2 separate regions of the Sus scrofa genome follow, and region 2 is linked to region 1. A link is a contact called in public Hi-C data. All regions are on one chromosome and are shown on one strand. The core of a region is the stretch at or near the end of the contact, and the rest is flanking DNA. Distances in the headings are between cores, read along the strand shown.

Region 1 (4,633 bases), core at 1,035-3,534:
TTGGGCTTAGCTTCTAAGAAATCACATTTCTGAATATTGAATCTTCAGAGTAGTCCTTGTTTCAGATGCTAAAATGAGGTCAAAAACTCTTCCACTGAGAGCTAATTCTCCTATTTATTAAAGCACGGATGTAACACACACACACAGACCCTCATACCCACACCCCCACACACACCCACACCCTCCCACACACACTCTTCCAGCCACTAACAGAAAGGCTATTCGTTCTCTCAGGCATTTCCTAACTCACCTTCCTGCTCTGGCTTCACTTACCGCATTCAAGTGTTCAGTTTTCCAAAGGCTCTTTATAACTCACAGAATATTCCGGCTTATTACTTGGTTTCCTCCAGACTTCCATTTTGCTTTCCCTGAATTAGCTGTGACATTTTGACTTCTGCTTTCCTGTCTCCTCACAAAGTAAACCCATATACCTGGAACAATTCTTTTCTGAGAGATCATGCAGTCTTATCTTTCAAATCCCCCCTCTTCTGGCCAGGATCTTAATTATTCATTAATATCCTGGTACACAGGCTTGTTGCCAACAGAAAAGCAAACAAAAATCCAATACCCGGTAAGATGGCTCCACCTTTCACATCATGTTTAGCTTTTGTTTTCCTTATAGGACACCCATATGAAGAGATTGTTTTTTCTCTCTCTCTCCTTTAAAACACAGTATTAAATGCAGAGGGCCATGCTTTGGCTTTTAAAAAATGTTAAAAAAGTAATATTTTGTCCATATTTTTCAATTTTTAAAGTGCATTCCCAACCATTACCTTGTTTAATTTTTACAACCCAGGCCATAGAGAGGACACTAATTTGTGTCCCTATTTATAGATGAGGAAACTGAAGATAAAAGAGCTAAAGATGCTTAGCCAAGACTGCTGCACATCATCTAGAAGCAGAACAGGCCAGAAGTCTGGTGCTTTTTGGGGTCACCACCACCCTTCCTTATTAAAATGGATTCTTAGGAGGAGCTCTTGGCAAAAAAAAAAAAAAAAAGAAAAGAAAAGAAAGAAAGAAAGAAAAAAGGAAGAAAAACCACACACACACACACACACACACACACACACACACACACACACATACCCACCCACCCACTGCTCCCTCTAACCTGTGCAAAGGAAAAAGGGCTTCTGATTAGGTAACAAACACTATTTGGAAATACGACCTCCTGCTCATTTCCACGCGGCTTACCAGGAAGGGTCGCTGCCAAAGCAAACAGCTTTGGGAGGCCCTCGCAGTGCAGAAATTGCAGGGAAAGCCCAGCCGCGGGTAACTCCTGCGGTCGCTCAGGCATCCACCCTATCCAGGGGCGCAAGCCGCACCCAGCCTCTGGATTTGTTCTGCACATCGGTCACCCAGCAGGTATCACACGTCAGCCACTCCGCTGGCACAAGGCAGACCCTGAACCAATGCTGGAGTCCTTATTTTTCAGTCACCAATACATCAAATCCTTTTTATCCACATCACACACAGATAACATCAATTGAGAGCTAGATCCGAAATCTCCAATTTCAGGGGATGGGATTAACCCACCAGAGTTAATCTTTTTAATCCTACTGTCAACCCTCCAAATCTTTTTCTCCAGTACCATCTCCCCATCTCCCAGGTCTCATCACCTGAGCAACTGCTCCCCTGCCTTCTCATCGTGCCCAGCACCTCCTTGTCCCCGTCTACCATAACTCTGTCCGCCAACCTTTTCAGCTCTCACCTGACCCGCCTCCTTCTCCCTCTGACATCGGCGGACACTGCCATCCGCACCCGCAAGACGTGCCCTCCTTACCTTGGTCTCCCGAAGAGGTCCCATCGCGCTGCAGCCCACTGGCTCCTCGCGCCGCCGCTGCCGCCGTCCAGGAGGAGGCACCTGCGGGCACCGGGGCCAGGACACTGCGCTGAGCCCGCGCGCGCTGCGGGCGGCGGCTGCTGCGGGGCTCACGCGCCGCCGCCGCTGCCGCGGTTCGCGCTTGGCTCCGAGGGCGCGCCCGGGCGCCCCGCCCCGGCCGGACACGTGGTGCCACCGCCGTTCCCCGGGCGCCGCCCACTCTCCCGGACTTCCCTTACCTGCCAGCCCCGGGGAGGCACCCCCGTGCCCAGGGTCAGCCCGACTTTGCCGCGGGCACTTCCCTCTCAGGTCCGCGCGCCCCTCCCTCTCTTCTGGGACAGACCCAAAGGGGGCCGGCGGGGGCTCGGAACATCTCCAGCCGGGAGATGCGCAACACCCCTTTTTCTGGCACCTCGTATCGGGTTTGAAGGGGGTGCACGTCGGATTGAAGAACCCATTAAAGCTGTGATATCACTGAGAACCAAAATGGAGAAAGGGAAAGTTTCTCCCTCGCGGCCCCTCCATGCCCTTTCGGTTTTAGGTCAACATACAGCTCCCCACAATTATCGCCCTAGAGAGACACTGGGCGGGTCCCCCTCTGCCCACACCCCAGCCAAGCAATGCTGCAGGACTGACACAGCATATGGGTTCTGGGATCTCCAAGGTTGCGATTCTCTGTGGCGGATTTGCATCAGATGGGCTCGGCATTGGCAGTGCAACGCCGCAGGGAAAGAATGAGGCGGGTTCCCGTGGGCTTGGGAAGCCAGGCCGCTTAGAGCGAAAGCAGCCTTTTCTCCAGCTCTGACCTGCAGCCGCCCCTGGTTCTGGAAACATTGCACTTGAACTCAGAAAACCGGTTCAAGGCAGCACTTCACTTCCTTCTAGGGGAGTGCCTTTATACCTAAAGTTCTTGACCTCTCTGGACTTCAAATTTATCCTCCTTAAATTTGAGGGGTAAAAATAATAATACCTCAAGAGTAGCTATGAGGATTAGATGAGGAAAACAAAACAAATACCCCCCCACTTCCCCCCCAAATCAGCTGTACCCAGCTGATGGAACAAAACTTTCCAAATGGCTGGAAACTCTATATGAATAACTTTGATGCCTTTTATTTCAGAATTGGAGAATATCTAAGCAGCAACGTGAACAGGGAACAGTCTGATCAATACACTCAGTGTTCTACATGGGAGGACTATGATCCTTGAAAATAGTTTGAACACCACCATCTCATTCTGTCCTCCAAAGAGCATTTTTTTCTGAGCCCTAAAATTTCAAACATAGGATTGTACAGTGTGAATCTTAGAAAGAGCCTGAAATCAGACGATGAGGTGAAATCAATTTGCCTCCTCTATATCCCTAAAGAGATTTTATTCCATACATCTTCATGTCTTTTCAATCAGATCTCTAAAATGTGTGAAGTTGGTAATCTTAAGATTCTTTATTTGGGGGAAGAGGTGATTAATTCATACTTTTATACCCACCCCTATCTCAGAGAGGGGCTTCAGGAAAGTGATGTTCCAGGATGGCCCCTGCAATCTATTAGCTCGAAAATTATGTCCCAAGGACATATACTGTAGATAGGCGGGAACTGTTAAAGTCAAACTGTTAAGCTGCTTCTGCGTTCCCTTCTGAGAACTGAGAATAAAAAAATCTGGGGACCCAACAACAGAAACCCCTGCCACTATGAAGGTTTCAAGTCAGAACCTCAAAGTCTTTCTTGACTTTTTCCGCCCTCACATGGCCCTCACAGGGCGGAAATTACAAATGAACTCCATGCTACTGTAGAAATAATGTCTTGAATCTGATTACTTCTGTCCACTGCTGGACTGCATTACCTTCATTGAGAGTCTAAACTAGAAACATCCTGGATTATTGCAATAATGGTCTTACTAAAATTGCCTTTCTTCCAGTCTTGCTTCTTATTCCTTTCTTGCCAGTTCCGTAATTTTTCCACAAGTCTTTTCTGAAATGCCATACTTCTTCATTAAAACTCATTAATGATTTCCCAGTTGTCCTCCAAGTAATATTCAAATTCCTTAAAGTGGCACAAATGCTGTTCTTGATCTGGCTTTATTTCTCCCATCTCATTTCTTGCTCTTCTAGACCCCCCATCCCTCACCACCTCTACACATCCTCTATCCACCATCCCTCTGCCACTCCCCCACCACATACAAATAGATACCCTCAAACTGCAGAACTTGTAGTTCTCAGAGGCATCATGCTCTTGTTTTCTCTAGACTGTGGCACATTCTGGTCCCTTTGTCTAGAGCATTTCTTGCACCCCACCCACCCATTCTCCTCAACTCCTAGGGATGCATACACTAAGTTTCATTTTAGAAAGTTTCTTCCAAAACCTCCTCTGACCCCCCAAGATAGGCCCATACTTCCAGGACACCTGTATTTAATTCACCCCCTGGAGAGCTGTTACAGTCTTGTATCAGAATTTCCTACTTATTTGTCTGTCTTCACCAGGGATGTAAGCAGTGCCTAGCACAGGTCCTGACACAAAGGCACACAATATATAATAATCAAATGAATGAATGCCTGAATGAGTGAATTCTAATAACACCTTAAGGGCTCCATCAGTACAGAATAAAGAGCAGAGACACAACTTCTGTTTAGAAAATGACTCAGATAAAGCTGACTCCAATATGTCTTTGTATTTGATGATGGGGTGTGTGCCTTAAAAAAATCCAACATGTGTTCAATGAAAGCGTTTACTGCAGAAGTGCAGGCAGTAAGAGGCCTTGCTGTAGCCCTGCTGTCACCATAGCAACCTGCTAAGGGAAAGGCTGATGATTTAGTGTTCA
Region 2 (4,633 bases), core at 718-3,217, 61 kb before region 1:
ATGGATTGCCTGAGGAAGGAAGTGCAGGGGACTGGAAGAAGTAACAGAACAACCTCCCCTTTTCTGGGGGTTCTTTTTAGGGCTGCACCCTTGGCATATGAGAAGCTCCCAGCTAGGGATTGAATTGGAACAGCAGCTGCTGGTTTAAGCCACAGCCAGAGCAATGCCGGATCCTTAAACCCACTGAGTGAGGCCGGGGATTGGACCCACATCCTCATGGATACTGGTCCGGTTGGTAACCCGATGAGCCACAACGGGAACTCCAGATTTTTTTTTTTTAGAAATTTCCAGATGCTTTTGGAAAATCTATCTAGGTACCCAATTTTATTTGACCTTACTTCTCAATTCCTACAACATGATTTGTGACTCTTCTGCCCTAGAAGCCAGAGCCAGATCACATGTCTGAGTTGAAATATATGACTAATCTAAATCCCTTGAGTTTCTAACAAGCAGTGGACAGCAACTGTCATCATCTATTGATGATAACCCCTTATGGCGTGCTTACTAGGTTCTAGGCCCTGTTCAAGGCTCTTTCTGTTCTCAGTATCCGTTAATCCTGACAACTTTGTAAGGCAGATATTAATCTCACTGTTATACTATTGAGGAAACCAAAGCTGATTTATTCATCCAAGGCTTGTGGGTAGCTGAGTCCTGTCCAGGACCAAATTCCCCTTCTATTTCTGCGATAACATCTCCTCAGAAAGGCAACAGGAAGAAGCGGGGGCAGGAGAGGTTCCTGAATAAACTACTGTTTCCCTCACAGCCAGGAGGAGCCATCAGGACAAGATGCAGCAAGACCAGCCCACTGGTGAACAGATGCTCTCTCTGACGGGATGTATTAGTTTTGCTGGAGGAGGAGGAGAAGGTAAGCAACAGCAAGGCAGAGAGAGAAATATCCCTTCCTCAGCTTCCAGGACCTCTCAGGAAGTTCAGCCTCTTCTGGGAAAGAGATCAAGAATGATCCCTTAGCACAGATGACAGCAGTGAATCTCAAATCCCAGCAGAATTCTGGGAGGATTAAGGCAGCAATTTATCAGGACTGGGAATGGCTATTCCTCCTGGATTCAAGAGCCTTTGTCTAATGATGTAATGAACTCCTAGAAGCCCCCCGAATTTCATTTGCTGCCTCTGAGTAATACAGTGGCCAAGCTGTAGTATTTAATAGTCTCCAGGACTCGTGACTGGTAGTGCTATCCAGGAACACACCAGTCCTGACAGCCTACTTCAACCAGCCCTAACTGCTAGTGAATTAAGGGTTTGGTTATTAAAGGCAGATGATTCTTATATATAGATTCTGTGGCTGCAGCCACCAGGTATAACATTATTTTCTAATGTAAATTTATTACTCTGAAACACCCAATTTTCTTTCTTTAAAAGGTATGTGGAACCCCGATTACAATTTAACTGCCTGTGTACAAATGGAAATTGTAGAAGAGAAACAGACAATTGCTGAAAATCCATTGTTACCTCATGGAGCCTTTAAACTGCAATAACTATGTACCCTGAACTGAGGGGGCAACTTTGTTCTAAACTTTATTGCTACTGGAACTCAATATATTGACTCAATTGTTTGCACGACCTAAGGTCACTTTGTTCCTGTACTTTTCGAGCTTCTCTTCTGCGCTTCTGAGAGAGACTGAGACACTCATTCAGGACCCCCGGCAACTGCATTCAGGACTATTTGAGTTTGGTTATTGCAATGTAAAGTCAATGCACTCTTTCTAAGGGGAACATAGAAAAGTCAGTTTTACTAGGTCATCTGAATATGTTCTCCCCATTTACTAAGCAAGATAACTAAAAGGAAGGCTGGAGACCTGAAAATCCCCTGTTTTTCATCCATCAGCTGGCAATGAAGATAGAAGGAAGGAGAGGCACCCTTTAGGTATTTCCTTTAAACAGTGTATGTGACTGGGTGATTGTTGTGGGTGCTGGAGTTCAATGCTCTTTTGGGTTACAAATATCACACACAGAGATTTCCTAACCGAAAAACATAAGCCCTGAGTCAGCCCGGGTTCACATGCCGCATCTACTTCTTACTAGCTGGAGGACATAGGCACATTACTTCACTTTTCTGTGCCTCTGTTTCTTCATCGGTGAAAGGATATGATGATCATAGCACCTGCCTCACAGGGTTACTACAAGCAATGAAGATCCATCTACCCTCTTAGAAAAATACCTGATCCGTTATAAGCTCTCAATACATGTTAGCTGTTATTATTCTGCAAGGGTTTAAAAAGATAACTTTTATTATACAATATATTTCCTTTGTGGAAAATTTTAAAAAACAGCAATGATCCAGAGGGGAAAATGTAGTCCTTAATTCCACCACCAAAAAAATAACCTTTTGGTATATAACTATTTAGCATTCATATGTAAAATATTATTATGTAAGCTAATATTAAAAAATATGTGAATATCTTTAAAACATGGCCCATTTTGTTTTATTATATCAAGGAATATGTAGGCCACATCCAGTTTTCTATTATTAGTAACAAACGCTATATGCCAGAAACCATCCTGAGCATCTTTTACATATTAACTCATTTATTTCCCACAATAGGACAGAACCTATGAGTCCCTTTTACGGATCAGGTGGAGAAGTTGAGGGACGTACACAGGGGACACAACTAAGAAGTGGAGCCAAGACGAACCAAGCCATCTGACCCCAGAGTCTATGTCCTTAAACACAGGTTAACGGATCTTCTCAGACATACACATTTCTATCCCTGTCTGCTTAATTCCTCAGAATCAATTCCTAAAAGTAGACTATTTAAGCCAAAATATATACTCATTTTAAGACTTCTAAAGTATTTTCCACAGGGATTTTTTTTGGATGGCACTAGCCTAAGGCAGTTTTTGTAGTCAAGAAAGTGCCCACCCGGCTGCTTGTGTGTAGACACCGGACTCTAGATGTCATAGGGGATGCTTCAATGGAACACAGGGAACGGTATTTGGCCATTGAAGAGCTGTGCTTGAAAAGCTGAAGGGAGCTTAAAAATGTGCATCTCCAGGTCATCCTCATCAATTCTATCTTCAATCAGCTGCTGGGGCTGGTGGAGAGGGATTCCAGGACTGAACTGGGAGAATGAACTTGGTGACCTTTAAGATACTTCCTGATGCCCACGTCTTGGTGATCACACACCCTGCAGCAGAAGGCATTTTCCAACTATCAAGAAGCTGTTCTCACTGGCCTCTGGACGCTCTGGAGGTTTTTTTCTTTGGTAGAATTCCTGGGTTCTCTGGAGAGGCCTTAATTTCATTCGTAACCTCAGGGTGATAAGCATTCTGTGCATGTGATGGTAAGGCCGGGAATTAGAGAAAGAGAGGAAAATGGACACAAAAAGAAGATGGGCAAAAACTGCTAAATAGACGTATTAAAAAAAAAAAAAACACTGCCTGCAATCCAGTCTCTTAGGACGTTATTATTTTTGCCTGCTTTCAGGAGACTGTGGCATCCTCATACATCAGAACATCTCAGGCCTCTGAGAACAAAGCCATCCTGATATCTTGTAAGCTGTATTAAGCCATCCTAAACCACTTATTTAAGCAACTCCAAGCCATCCGTTATTCTTTGTCACCACAAAGCTATCAAATTAATTCGGGTTGGCCACCTATATCCTCACTTCAAATAGAAGCAACAAATTAAAAAAAAAAAACAAAACAACAGTTCTGCATCAATTCATCCTCCCATCCCTGCGTCCCCACACACAGATCTCAGATCTTTTATTTAAAGGTCTCCAGGGAGGAGAGAGGAGCCATTTTCACTGAAGCCAAGCAGCCCTATTAAGGAACAGCTGGAACAGTGGACACATGTAATTACAGAAGACACTCTTAAAAGCAGCGACTCCTAGGTACGTTCAGTAGCACTGACTCTTGGTTTGTAAACCTTTGCGGGCCCAGCCTAGGAATCCATGAAATGCTTCACAGCCTAAAGAGGAGTTTTATTTTAGTTTTTGAAAACTGTTCCCAGAACCCCTCTTGGTGTTTATTTCAGAAAGGGAATAGTTTGGGAGTTCCTGTCGTGGCTCAGTGGTTAACGAATCCGACTAGGAACCACGATGTTGTGGGTTCGATCCCTGGCCTTGCTCAGTGGGTTAAGGACCTGGCGTTGCCGTGAGCTGTGGTGTAGGTCACAGACATGGCTCCAATCCTGAGTTGCTGTGGCTCTGGCGTAGGCTGGTGGCTACAGCTCCAATTCGACCCCTAGCCTGAGAACCTCCATATGCCACGGGAGCGGCCCTAGAAATGGCAAAAAAGACAAAAAAAAAAAAAAAAAAAAAAAAAAAAAAAAAAAAAAAAGAAAGAAAGGGACTAGTTTATCAAAAGATCAGTAAACTGAATGGGAGATATATATATATATATGAATTTTTTTTCTTACACATCAGAACATAAGTCTTGAAAAACTGTAAATAACATTTCTATTTTTATTATAATTTCAGAAAGGATTTACCTTCATTCTGATTGATGTTCTTATGGAGCTGCTGTAAAAGCATATATATACACATTTAAAAGCATATGAGTATATATGTATATGCGTGTGTGTGTGTATATATATTTATTTATTTGCTTTTTTGGGCTGTACCTGTGGCATATGAAAGTTCCCAGGCTAGGGGTCGAGTCAGAGCTGCAGCTA

Evidence for each region. Hi-C and Micro-C count contacts between places; a contact is called where the count stands out from the background.
Region 2: a Hi-C map of liver shows a contact between it and region 1, with 4 times the contacts expected there. The contact joins the enhancer-like site here to the promoter of LOC110260476 in region 1. A contact is called at or near these places in 3 of 5 promoter capture datasets (fetal liver and liver), 8 of 47 Hi-C or Micro-C datasets (brain, embryonic fibroblasts, liver and 1 more) and 1 of 2 datasets of contacts at active chromatin or transcription factors (skeletal muscle).

Annotation. Positions count from the first base shown.
Region 1 is chr4:27,896,608-27,901,240 of Sscrofa11.1, reverse strand. LOC110260476 reads left to right here and starts at 2,284. Exons shown (of 2, transcript XM_021090801.1): 1 at 2,284-2,440; 2 at 2,443-3,761. The coding sequence starts at 2,284. The coding sequence ends at 2,627. SYBU (syntabulin) reads right to left here and starts at 1,977. Exons shown (of 9, transcript XM_021089009.1): 1 at 1,784-1,977. The coding sequence starts at 1,807.
Region 2 is chr4:27,956,870-27,961,502 of Sscrofa11.1, reverse strand. The region is part of intron 4 of SYBU (syntabulin); the gene reads right to left. Among named protein-coding and RNA genes, the nearest start is that of EBAG9, 55 kb to the left of the region's middle. Within about 2 kb of position 1,967, at least 9 of the 83 cell types and tissues checked have an H3K27ac peak or open chromatin away from gene starts, as enhancers often do. A contact at or near this core is called in fetal liver, liver and skeletal muscle, where this site is marked.